2 separate regions of the Danio rerio genome follow, and region 2 is linked to region 1. A link is a contact called in public Hi-C data. All regions are on one chromosome and are shown on one strand. The core of a region is the stretch at or near the end of the contact, and the rest is flanking DNA. Distances in the headings are between cores, read along the strand shown. Region 1 has its middle 43 kb from the start of ackr3b. Region 2 holds the start of ackr3b (atypical chemokine receptor 3b).

Evidence for each region. A called contact is a pair of places that touch in the nucleus more often than the background predicts.
Region 2: a Hi-C map of an unstated tissue shows a contact between it and region 1, with 2.2 times the contacts expected there. The contact joins the promoter of ackr3b here to the enhancer-like site in region 1. A contact is called at or near these places in 1 of 18 Hi-C or Micro-C datasets (an unstated tissue) and 1 of 4 datasets of contacts at active chromatin or transcription factors (gastrula embryo).

Annotation. Positions count from the first base shown.
Region 1 is chr6:16,681,499-16,687,053 of GRCz12tu, forward strand. No RefSeq gene overlaps it. Among named protein-coding and RNA genes, the nearest start is that of ackr3b, 43 kb to the right of the region's middle. Within about 2 kb of position 2,148, at least 12 of the 62 cell types and tissues checked have an H3K27ac peak or open chromatin away from gene starts, as enhancers often do.
Region 2 is chr6:16,723,563-16,729,117 of GRCz12tu, forward strand. ackr3b (atypical chemokine receptor 3b) reads right to left here and starts at 3,463. Exons shown (of 2, transcript NM_001083832.1): 1 at 3,365-3,463.

The DNA of each region.
Region 1 (5,555 bases), core at 898-3,397:
AGGAGCTCAAGTTAGGAGCTCTTTTAAAGGGCACCAATGATAAAAATCATCATTTGTAAGCTGTTTGGACAGAACTGTGAAGGTATAGTGTATAGGTATAGTGTATAGGTATAGTGTGTTGTGGTGATATAAAGATAATAAGTATTTTATTTGAAATTTCTTGATGTTAAAACAGGATCCATATCCCTCCCATTTTGAGGCCTACTGCAACGTGTTATAGGAGTGCAGTTTCCCCGCCCATCAAATTAATTGACAACTGCGTATTAACATGTCTCTATAGTAACGCGTATAATCATTTCAACAAGACAGGATGTGTGCAAAGCAACTGGTATTAAAAGATCTCTTCAGCTCTCTGTGATCATCAATCATCATCAAATGTGATCAAGAATGATTTGGACAAGTTTAAAACGTTTCTAAAACAATGCATGTTTGAAATGTATTACAGCGATTTTACCGTCTTTACCACCACAGCCGCATGTCGGCACAATTATAAAAGAAGATGCTTCAATCTCGGTTTATGGAACTTAAATCAGGTTTATTTTGTACATTAACATAACGGATATCCATACAACAATATACCCAACATGCATCCTGTCATATTTGCCATGCAAAAACAGTGCAAAGTTAAACACATGCTGTGTGTGTTTGTATGTCCACTGTGTGTATGTGTGTGCATAAACTTTGTAGCGACATTGCGCGTGACTCATCGTTGCAACTGCACAACAATTACATCAAATAATCATTGGGAAAGTTTTCTTACTGTAGTATTTCTACCAAACGTTATGTGAGATCTGCTTCCTTCATGTCTATCACTGTGCTGTTTATCTGACGCAGCTAATGCCGAGTTCAAACTGCATGATTTTAGCCCCGATTTTGACTCGGCGACAGGTTTTGAGAAATCACCGACAAATGCCTCAAATCACAAGCAAATCGGTGCTTATTCACATAAGTAAAAATCACACAGTATGAACTATCAAAGACACAAACTGAGAGAATCGCAGATGAATCTTTGACATCTGTGAGATTTTTGACGTGCTTATGCTCATGTCGTGTGAAATGTGTTCTGATTGAAAATAACATAAACGATCACCTACAGCCTACGAGACAGCAGCATCCAATGCTGTGGGTACCTGCAAGCCAGTGAAAGGTTGGGGGAGAAGTTAAAAGCACCCTTTTTCAGTTCATTTGGACCCAAGAAATTGAGGAACAACTACTGGATATTTGGCAGGAGCACCGTCTGTTGGACATGTCATCTGTGCAATACCACAACCAGGTCAAAAATTTTAAGAAGTTTAAGAGAAATTGCTCCCTTCAAAGCCAGGTGACCAAAATAAATACATTTTCTACCCCACTAAAGGCTTCTTTCTCATTATGTACTTAATAACAAGATATATATTGCATAACCTTGCGTTGTTTCCATGTCTTCTCACCTGTGTTTGATTGTGAAACATAGTTTGGACAAAGTTGTCGGCGATTTTATTGGCATGAAGTGAACCACCCCGTCGCCGATTCATCTTGCAGTGTAAACAAAGCACTGATGGACTGCTAGCCCAGATAGTCATGCAGTCTGAACTCGGCATAAGGCGGAGATTGAGGCACACTCTGACAGGCACATGGAAACAGTGGGCGGGGAGATGTAGCATTAAATGCACAGGCAACAAAAACAGCTACATTGTGCTCAGAGCAGAACATTCCAATATTTTAAAGGCTATAATAAAAAATCTGATGGGTGTTTGGAGCTGAAACTTTATAGACACATTCTGAAGACACAGAAGACTTCTCTTAAATCTTGAAAAAGCGGTAAAACATGTGTCCTTTAAAGACTGCAAGATATAAACTCAAATAAATATAAATTCTTAGAAGATATTCAGAAATGTGAGATACCAAATTAGAAATACCTTATTTAAAAATAAGCACATATGCAAACAACACAATACACATCTGCATATTCTTATAAATAAAACATACATTTGTTAAAAAAAATAAAAATAAATCTGATATTTAACTCTTAGCTGTACGCAGCACAGGGCGCATGGCAGAGTGCAGAAGATCCCTGTGACACAACAGAATTTATTGTATCCTCCTGCAGACCTCTGTATTATTCCAGCGTCTCATCGGTGCTCTGTCAACATGCAGCCGGGCTGCTGAAAGACGTATTTGTTAGGCGGTGACAGTATCAGTGGGCTCATATCATGTTTGCATATTTGTCTCTGTTTGACAGCGGCTGACAAAAGCGGGGGCCTGAGGTTAAATCCTGACGTATTGAGCTTCCCCGAACAAGAGGAGCGTGGAGTGACATGTCTCAGACCCCCATACATCACTCTTTCTGTCACACATTTTGTTGTCCTCTGCTCTCCCTCTTTCTCTGGCCTTCTTTATCTCAGTGTTTCTATTCTATTTCCCTGCATCTGCCTTTTCTCAATTCACAAGCTGTTTTGATCGACACATTCCTTTGTTTTTCCAAGTTCTGTCTTCATCGGAGTTCATTTTATAGACTCTTATTTCTTTTTTTTTCTTTTTTTTTGTCTCCTGCACACATATTTCATTTATTTCCTCAGAGCTTGCATCAGTAGCCATCCATATCTGTATATTTTTAGAAAGCTACTGTTACTTCTGTCTATTTTTTTGTCAATGGCAAGCCTTTTTAACATTTAGACCCACATAGCAAAATTTCTCTGGCCCAGCTCTGGCCCACACAATCAGGTTTTGCTTGGCCCACATGCCGCAGTGAATTACGGTACATGACTGGACCAAATCTGGCTTCCAGACAAGAGCCAAACACGGACCATATCTGGGCCAAGTTTCAGCCAAGTTAATAACTCATAACTGGGCCTGAACTGGGCCAGATAGTTTGGTGTGTCACGGTTGCAATGAAATTGATAAACCCATGGAGTGATGCGCTTTAGGCACACTATGGGCATGCTTTTTCTCAAAGTGACCTGATTGGTAGATTTTTTTTTTTCTTTACTCAAAAATTATTTTAGTGTATTTTAAATGTGGGTCAAGACTGGCCAAACTTACATGGCCCACTTATCAAATTTTTAAATCTGGGCCAAATACTGCGTTTTTCATCTGGCCCAAATCTTGTGTGCCGCCTTAAAGACGGTGCCACCTCTGCCAAACCCGGGCCATGTTTGGCACACATGCTGTGTGCCAGTGCCGGATGAATGCCTGCTGTGCCAGCTTTTTGCCAAATCTGGGCCAGAATTCTTTGCTTCTAGGGGAGCTACAGTAGATTCTTATATATTTAGTAAGCTTTTTAGAAACTATTTCTAATTTAAAATGTTACTGGTAAGATTGCGTTATATTTTATAATAGGGGGAAGGGGGTAAGGGGGTGCAGTTGAGAACCGGGATAGGATGCAGCGGGTTTTGGGCGACCGCTTCGATCGGGTACTGTACCACAGTTGGCAACCCCGAAGTGTTTACAGACTGTAAAATGGGGGGTGGATGAAATTACAGGAGTTTTTTAGGAAGAAATAAAAAGGGCATGGTTGCGGGAGACTGGTCTGAAATACGGGATAATCCCATGAAAAACGGAAGTGTTGGCAGGTATGCTTACCAGTTTAATAATGATTTGATCTGCTATAGTTAGAAATCAGACTGTTATTAGCTTCAAAGCGCAAGAGCTTATTATGCAGTTCTGTCGCCATCTTGTGGATAATAAAAGTCAACCGTCTCAGGTCTACACTATGGCAGGCTAACCGTACGTTCACACCGAAAGCGGCGAGAGCGTCGAAGTAGCCGGAAGTCATTCATTTTCAATGAGAGCCGGCGGCGATAAGCGGCGAGGAGCAGCGCGGCGCGTCTTTGCCGGCGTGAGTGTCGAGGAGAGTTGAAATGAAGTCAACTTTATGGTAATGAGCTATGACGCGGTTCGGCGGCAAGCAATCAGAATGAAGACGTCCATCGCTTGATAGCAGTTCAGAGAACACAGACCTGTGAACTTTGGTTCCGACCACAGTTGTTCCCAAGGGTTTGATTATTGCGGTCGCCAGATTTCCAATTATTTAAATTTTTTCCTACAGGAACATACATTAAATAGGTTACTGGCGAGTTACTGATGTTCATTAATGATATATAAATTTATCTTAAAAAAGCAGGAATCTCACGCGATGTGACAGTACAAAACAGTACTGCTGCTTCAGGATATTTCAGACATATGGACACATATTGGATAAATAGAGCAAAGCCACACCAAACACAACTTGATCTTCCATTGTTGTAGGAATTTGATAAGAAGTGCGCAACATTTTCACGCTAGAAACATGTTTTATGCAGGAATGTAACTGATATGCTGCAACGGCTCCTTTAAATATGAGATCAATGTAGCAAGTTTTGACGCTCTCGCCGCAGGAGCTGAAGGCAGAGCGTTGTCGCCAGGGTGGCCAGAGCGACCTTGGGCGCTCTCGCCGCTTTAGGTGTGAACGTACGGTAATGGCCTTCGACGAGCACTCTAAGAAATTATAAATATTTTAAAATAGGCACTATTTTTACAAATAAACTGCATAGTTGCAATCTAAACAACTATATTCTTGACTAAACAAGCCTCAAAATTATATTTTGTTGTCTAATATATAAATATATAACAATATCGGTAATATTTGTCAAACTGTAGTGTCTCTGCTTGTTGGCTGTATGTGGGTGGAGTAATACACAAAGAGTAAAGAGGCTGTATGGGTGCTGATATTAAATATATATAATGGCTATCAGCCAATCAGATTCGAGAACCAGACAGGACTGTTGTATAAATATATATATATATATATATATATATATATATATATATATATATATATATATATATATATATATATATATATATATATATATACATATATATATATATTTAAAGGCATTGCATAAGATGAGTAAAAGAAAAGTTATTCATGTATAATGAATAACTATTGTATTAATTAGGCAGTATTTAATGAAAAATTACCAGTATCAAACAAATTCATATTTAATAAATGCTTACTTGTAAAGGTAATAAAATGACTCTAGTCACTATTACAATTCTGCAATTATACTACCCAAACACCACCTTCCCCCTCCTCAGATTCAGTAATCTGTCACATACATATATGCATTCCCCAAAGCAAAACATTTTTTGTATTGTTTGCTTTCACTATCGAATTTGCAATAGGTGTTTACTTTTGACTGGAGTCTTTTTGCATCTATTATTTCTAATAGGGTATATGCCAAAGCATGCTAATAGGACTTTTAATTTGCCAGTAACCTGAGTTAACTGCTTCCGTTGAACTGAATTCCATTGCAAAATCGGCAAGTTTATGGTCTATTTTCTTTAAAAATCAGCAATCTCCACTGGCTGAGTGATATCTGTTATAAAGTGGGTCTCAGATTGTATAAAAAGCACCGCATTATATTACATTTTACCCGCCATGTCTTTATAATATGATCATTTATTTTATCCCAGTATATTCAGTGGAGCTTCTGCACTGCCGATTCTGACAGGCGCGTGCAAGTAAATAGCTTTTTGAGTCGTTTTACGTTTGAGCAACCAAATGAATGCCAAAGTCTATTTAACTGATTGTA
Region 2 (5,555 bases), core at 2,213-4,712, 43 kb after region 1:
AGGATCTTGTACTATTTAATAGGATCAATTCCTAAATAGTTTTTGTGCATGGGTTTATTTCCCAGGGTTACTGGGTTGTATAAAATTTAAATCATCTAAGATGAAAAGAATGATGATATATTGTAATAAATAAAATTAAATATACTTTTCAGGTTTATTTAAATGTACTCTATGTATTGAATGTTAACTAATTAAACTGTTAAAATGCAATTAAATGAAATATTTTTTCAAATAAAATATATTGTGTTCTTTGGTAGTAAGAAAAATCTGTACAATCAAAGTGGTTAAATGTTAACATTTTTTATTTGATATTTACACACTTAGGCTTGTCACGATATCTATTTTTGTTGTATGATATATTGCACCAAAATAAATTGCGATGAACAATGTTATTGTCATTTTAAGACCATTTTATGTCACCTACTATATAATGAGAGGCGATGCAGTTGCGCAGTACGTAAGGCTGTCAACTGCGCAACTGCATCGCCTCTCATTATATGAATGTTAACATTTAACCACTTTGATTGTACAGATTTTTCAATTTAAGTTATTCATAAATATTATCATTTGTTCAAACCACATGACTTTTTAGAATATTAATGACCTTTGCCTTGTTTTAAAAAGTAGATTTTTCTGAAATTAATGGATCAAGACACAATAATCAATGTCTATATGATGGTTGGACCACAAGACTAGGCCCACATGGAATCTGCGCGTGCAGAAATCTGCACATTTCTAAAGTTTTTTATCCCATTATGGTGGGGAAACCGTCTATGTATTTACCTCAATAAATGTGTGTGAATTGATATTATTTATACAGTTTTTAGATTAAGTTCACTAATATTTTTGTGATATAACAATGGTAATATCAAAATGTTCTTATGATTTTTTTACAACTCAGTTTGTAAAGTAATATTTTCTGTGTTTTAGTAGATATATTAAATGAGACTTGGTTTGTGTACCAAATTAGTGAATATATTTGCAGTTGCATTGTAAATATTAAATAAAAGTAAAAAATGTATTAATATTTATTTAGTAAATTACGTTTTTAGTTATGATACTCCTAAAATCATTACGCAAAATCTGCAGAATTTTTTTACAAAATTCTCAGCAGAAATAGCAAAAAATGTCTGCTGATTGTGTCTGGCCCTACACATGACTAATTTAGCGGACACATTTTAAATAATGTAATACATAATATGTAAATATTACTTCATTAATTGCATGTAATATTTTCAGACTAAACTAATAAAAAGCAAAGACTTCAGTGCTCAAAGACTGTGCTGTACTTCTGTACAGAACATAAGGTCTAAATGCCCAGCAGCAAAACTATAAAACTCAGATGGTTGAGCAAAGGCTTGTTGGCAGATGCATTGACCCAGTGAAAATCCAAGCAGATAACCATGGCAAATGGGAGGCATTTTGGCTATGCAAAAAGTTCAGCTCAAGCAACAGGCCAGTGAAGTGATCTGAATGAGCAGAGTATAGCCCTTCTGAAAGCATTAGAAAAAGACTGATGCCCGATGGGAGTAAGGCAGGTCAGAGGGGAGGATGGGCAACCGCTGCGACACACAGGGGTGAAAGGGTCTTTTCTCAAAAATGATATGCTCAGCTTGAGGACTTGATGCCAGGCTTTGAACTGACAAAAGCTAAAAAGAACAGAGAGCAGCCACACTGGCGCTCTGTCAAAGTTTTTCATTTACACTTACTCAAACACAGATGCACATGCGTCTCTAATCACACATATTTGATCTTCAACCCCCAGGGTTTGCATAGTAATGAAAACACTGATGCATTTCAGTGGGCTTTTAAAAAGATTTCTCTGCACAGTGAAGCAGAAAAGATAAACACTGTTATGCTCATTCTTAATATGTCATTTCTGAAGCACTGACTGAGAAGATTAAACAAAATATCAGCTTACAATTGGCCTGGCATAAAAAATACAACTGCAAGCGTGCTGTGTTTTGCTAAAGAGCCATCAGGAGAAAGAGTTTGTTTAGGCTTGTTTATTTTCATTCCAAATCAACCCGCTGTTTTTGACCCCGGAACACGGTTAACGCCTGACCTTAATATCATTAAAGGAAATATGAGAAGAGACACAGCTGCTCTTAATGCATCCTGTGATCTAGAGTGCTGCAAGATTCCCCAATCTCCTCTGAAACATACATATTTTACAGCTTTCCACTTTGACATCATTAAGGAGACAGAGAGGGCAGCGTAAACCTCTGACCTGACTTACCAGGTGCAATTGAAAAAAATCAGGTGCCATAAAAAGTGATGGTCCATTACAGACGGCCCCAAGCACCACAATCACGTCCCCTAGCCTTGTTGTAAAACTGCTGCATTTACACAGCTCAAACACAGCGGCCCCTCACCTGATCTCACAGCCCCAGGCTGCGAGCACACTTGCCCGCACAAAGAGTTAGCTGTGCGGACACACCGACTCTCCATTCAGTCCCTCCTTCCCCCTCTCTCCCTGTCTCTTTCACTTGAAGTCTCTAAGTTTCCTTGAAACTCAGTATTGTCTCAGTCCAAAGTGTTTTGCAAGCATAGAAGGAAAATATCAGCCATGGTAAAAGCATTCATTCACTTCATTGTAAGTGTAATTGTGAAAAAGGAACAAAAGCATGGGGGGTAAAACAAATCCCTTGTTTGGATACTGGATGGAAACTAGATACCAGGATGAATTATAGAAATGTAAATCAATTATTTTACATTAACTTTCAGATTTGTGTTCACTGGAAAGAAATAATCATATATATGTGTGTGTCTAAAATAAAATAATTTAAGTTGCCTGTCTTAACATTTACTGAGGAGTTTTAACAGCAACGAAAACTGCTCATCATTAAAATTTTGTCCCAGATTTACAAACATTTCACAAAACAATATAAAACTCAAGCATAACAACCTCATTATTTACATTAGTTGATTTACATGATTTTTTTTTTCAAAACAAACCAAAAAGAGTTATTCTACCTAACCATATTCAAGGTTCTACTGGTAAAATACACTTAATATCTGCATTATGTAAGCTTAAAAAGTATTTGTTTATGTTTCATGAAGTAATATTATTGGACAATGGTATTTAAAGGGACGAATACGCGGGATGGCACACTGATAATCCACACATCTCCAGCTGAGAGATTCAGGCTCGGTTAATTTGTTTTTAAATGTGCCTTTTTAAAAGTATAGAATCAAAGCAAGTTGGTTTTGGGATCTAATTTAAATCTGATATCTTCTAAACATCTTACAGAAGTATAATCATACAGTATATGGTCCGATACGAGCGCAAAACAGCTGCATTTTAAAACAAAATCTCTCACACAAATAAACACAAACGAACAAAACGATAAAATGAACTTACGATGTGGTTTGGTGCTCCTAGACGTTTAATCAAGCCTTTGGTAATGAGATTCCGATGCCTGGAGAAAATGTCAAAGTCTTGTAGATATCCGTACGAGAGAGAGGATGGCGTGATTGTCCCTCTGCGCTCTGACTGCACTTGCTCATATAGTGCTGAGAGTTACGCCTCCCGAGGCAGATCGGAAAAGTGAATCACTCAAGTTTCTGTCCAACAACAATGTGAATGGCGGACGTGCGACACATCGGATTTCCACTCCCATTTTAAATAGCAATCCACACAAAAAAATCTGTTGGAATAACAGAATAAGCTTTTGTGTTTTTGTTTTCACACGAGAGTTGTTTAGAAAAATCAAAGCAGCATATCCATGCGAAAGTTTCATTGAGGACTTGTAAAATCCTTACACAAGGCTGAATGTACACATATTAGCATTATTTATTACCTATTTAAATGAAGCATATACATATGAATGTTTGTTTGTACATATGTATATAGGCTACATGTATGTTTGCTCTATTTAATCTATAGTTTTTGTTGGGTGACATTTTGAATTAGCCATTAGGCTATATCGTTACTATAACAAAAAAACATTTTGCATTGCTAACATATTAAAATTCACTTTTTAGGCTAGGTTATTAGGCAGAAATTGACATTGTCATTTGAATGTACCAGTTAATGTTTTATTATAATGTTATTATCATTATTTACAGTGCTCAGCATAATTGAGTACACCCTATGTTTATTATTTATTCATTTTCTTTCTGCTTAGTGCCTTTATTAATCAGTGATCACCACCTATAGAGCATGTCTTTGGACTGTGGGGGAAAACGGAGCAACCGGAGGAAACCGACAATAACACATAGAGAACATGCAAACTCTATACAGAAATGCCAACTGATCCAGCAGATGCTCGAAAAAGCAACCTTCATGTTTTGTCTTGCTGTGAGGCGATAGCCACAGTGTAACCGCGCTACCAATATTTCTTCATGATGCTAGAAAAAGAGATTCAATGTATTGGGAATGTAAAGGGATTTCTAAGCAATTAAAACAGTTAATATATGCTCCTCCCTTGACATTTTTCCATAAAAAACGTTTGTATATATGCATTTCCTGTAGTAAAGGTGCATTTAATAACTCTTCTTAATAACTAAAATTGGACAAATATGTGCAATATATTTAAATGTAATTTGATAATTATGTGCCTTCTCTGTTTTATCTTTATTTATTTATTGTTTTTATTTTTCTCATTTAATCTTCATTTGTTAAGGAATGTGAAGTGATTTTGTTGTATATTAAAACCACATGCTGGTTCTTGTTAATAAAGCAAAAAAATAAAAAAATAAAAATTTAAATTCGCCGCCCACACCCCATTTTAAAAATTAATATTTGTATCCATTTCTCAGTGAATAGGCAATGTGTTTTGGTGCATTTAAACAAAACAGATTAATTAAACAGATATTTTTATTAAAATAATATTTTAGTTACCAAACAAATTGAAAGATCAAACAATTAATTCAAGCAAAATATTGCAAAAGAAATTACAACCTACAAAATGTTTAAGTTTTTTTGTTTTTTCTTTTCTTTTGATTTTTTCTCTTTTTAAAACTTGTATTTAAAATTTTTCGATAACATAAATCTGGGTACACTAGTTTTTGGACCATTATCGTAAGTTATTTTGTTAGATAAGCTCCAGATTTGGATTAAGTACTAAGTAATCTATATTGTACTGTATATGCACGAATAAAAATACAAATATGAATTTAAAAGATAGATTTGTGAGGAGTGTACTTCTATATGATGAGCACTGTAGCTAGTTTGTTAATGGATAATAATAAATTAAAATATTTAAATTATTATGATAATTGTTAGAATTACTTACACTCTATCAAATGGATTAATTGTTTATTTTAGTTCATGCTTCAAGGTAAAGTATTTTAGAAAATGTGGCTTGCAACATGTTGTAAGTTGTAACAGGTGAATTTTGTTTTGTTGTTACTTTTTTCCTGTCCCACAACTGTTTCATTCTTTTTGCATCCTCTTGGCAATTCCTCAAAGACTTCCAGGCAGCATGCTAAATTTATGCTCGAGGAAGCTCACCTGTTCCGAATCTTCAGCTGGCCTCTGTTTAGCTTTATATGTTCTGGCTAACAGCCAGTACCTAGGCTATTGTATGTGACTCAAGCAAAGCGGAAAT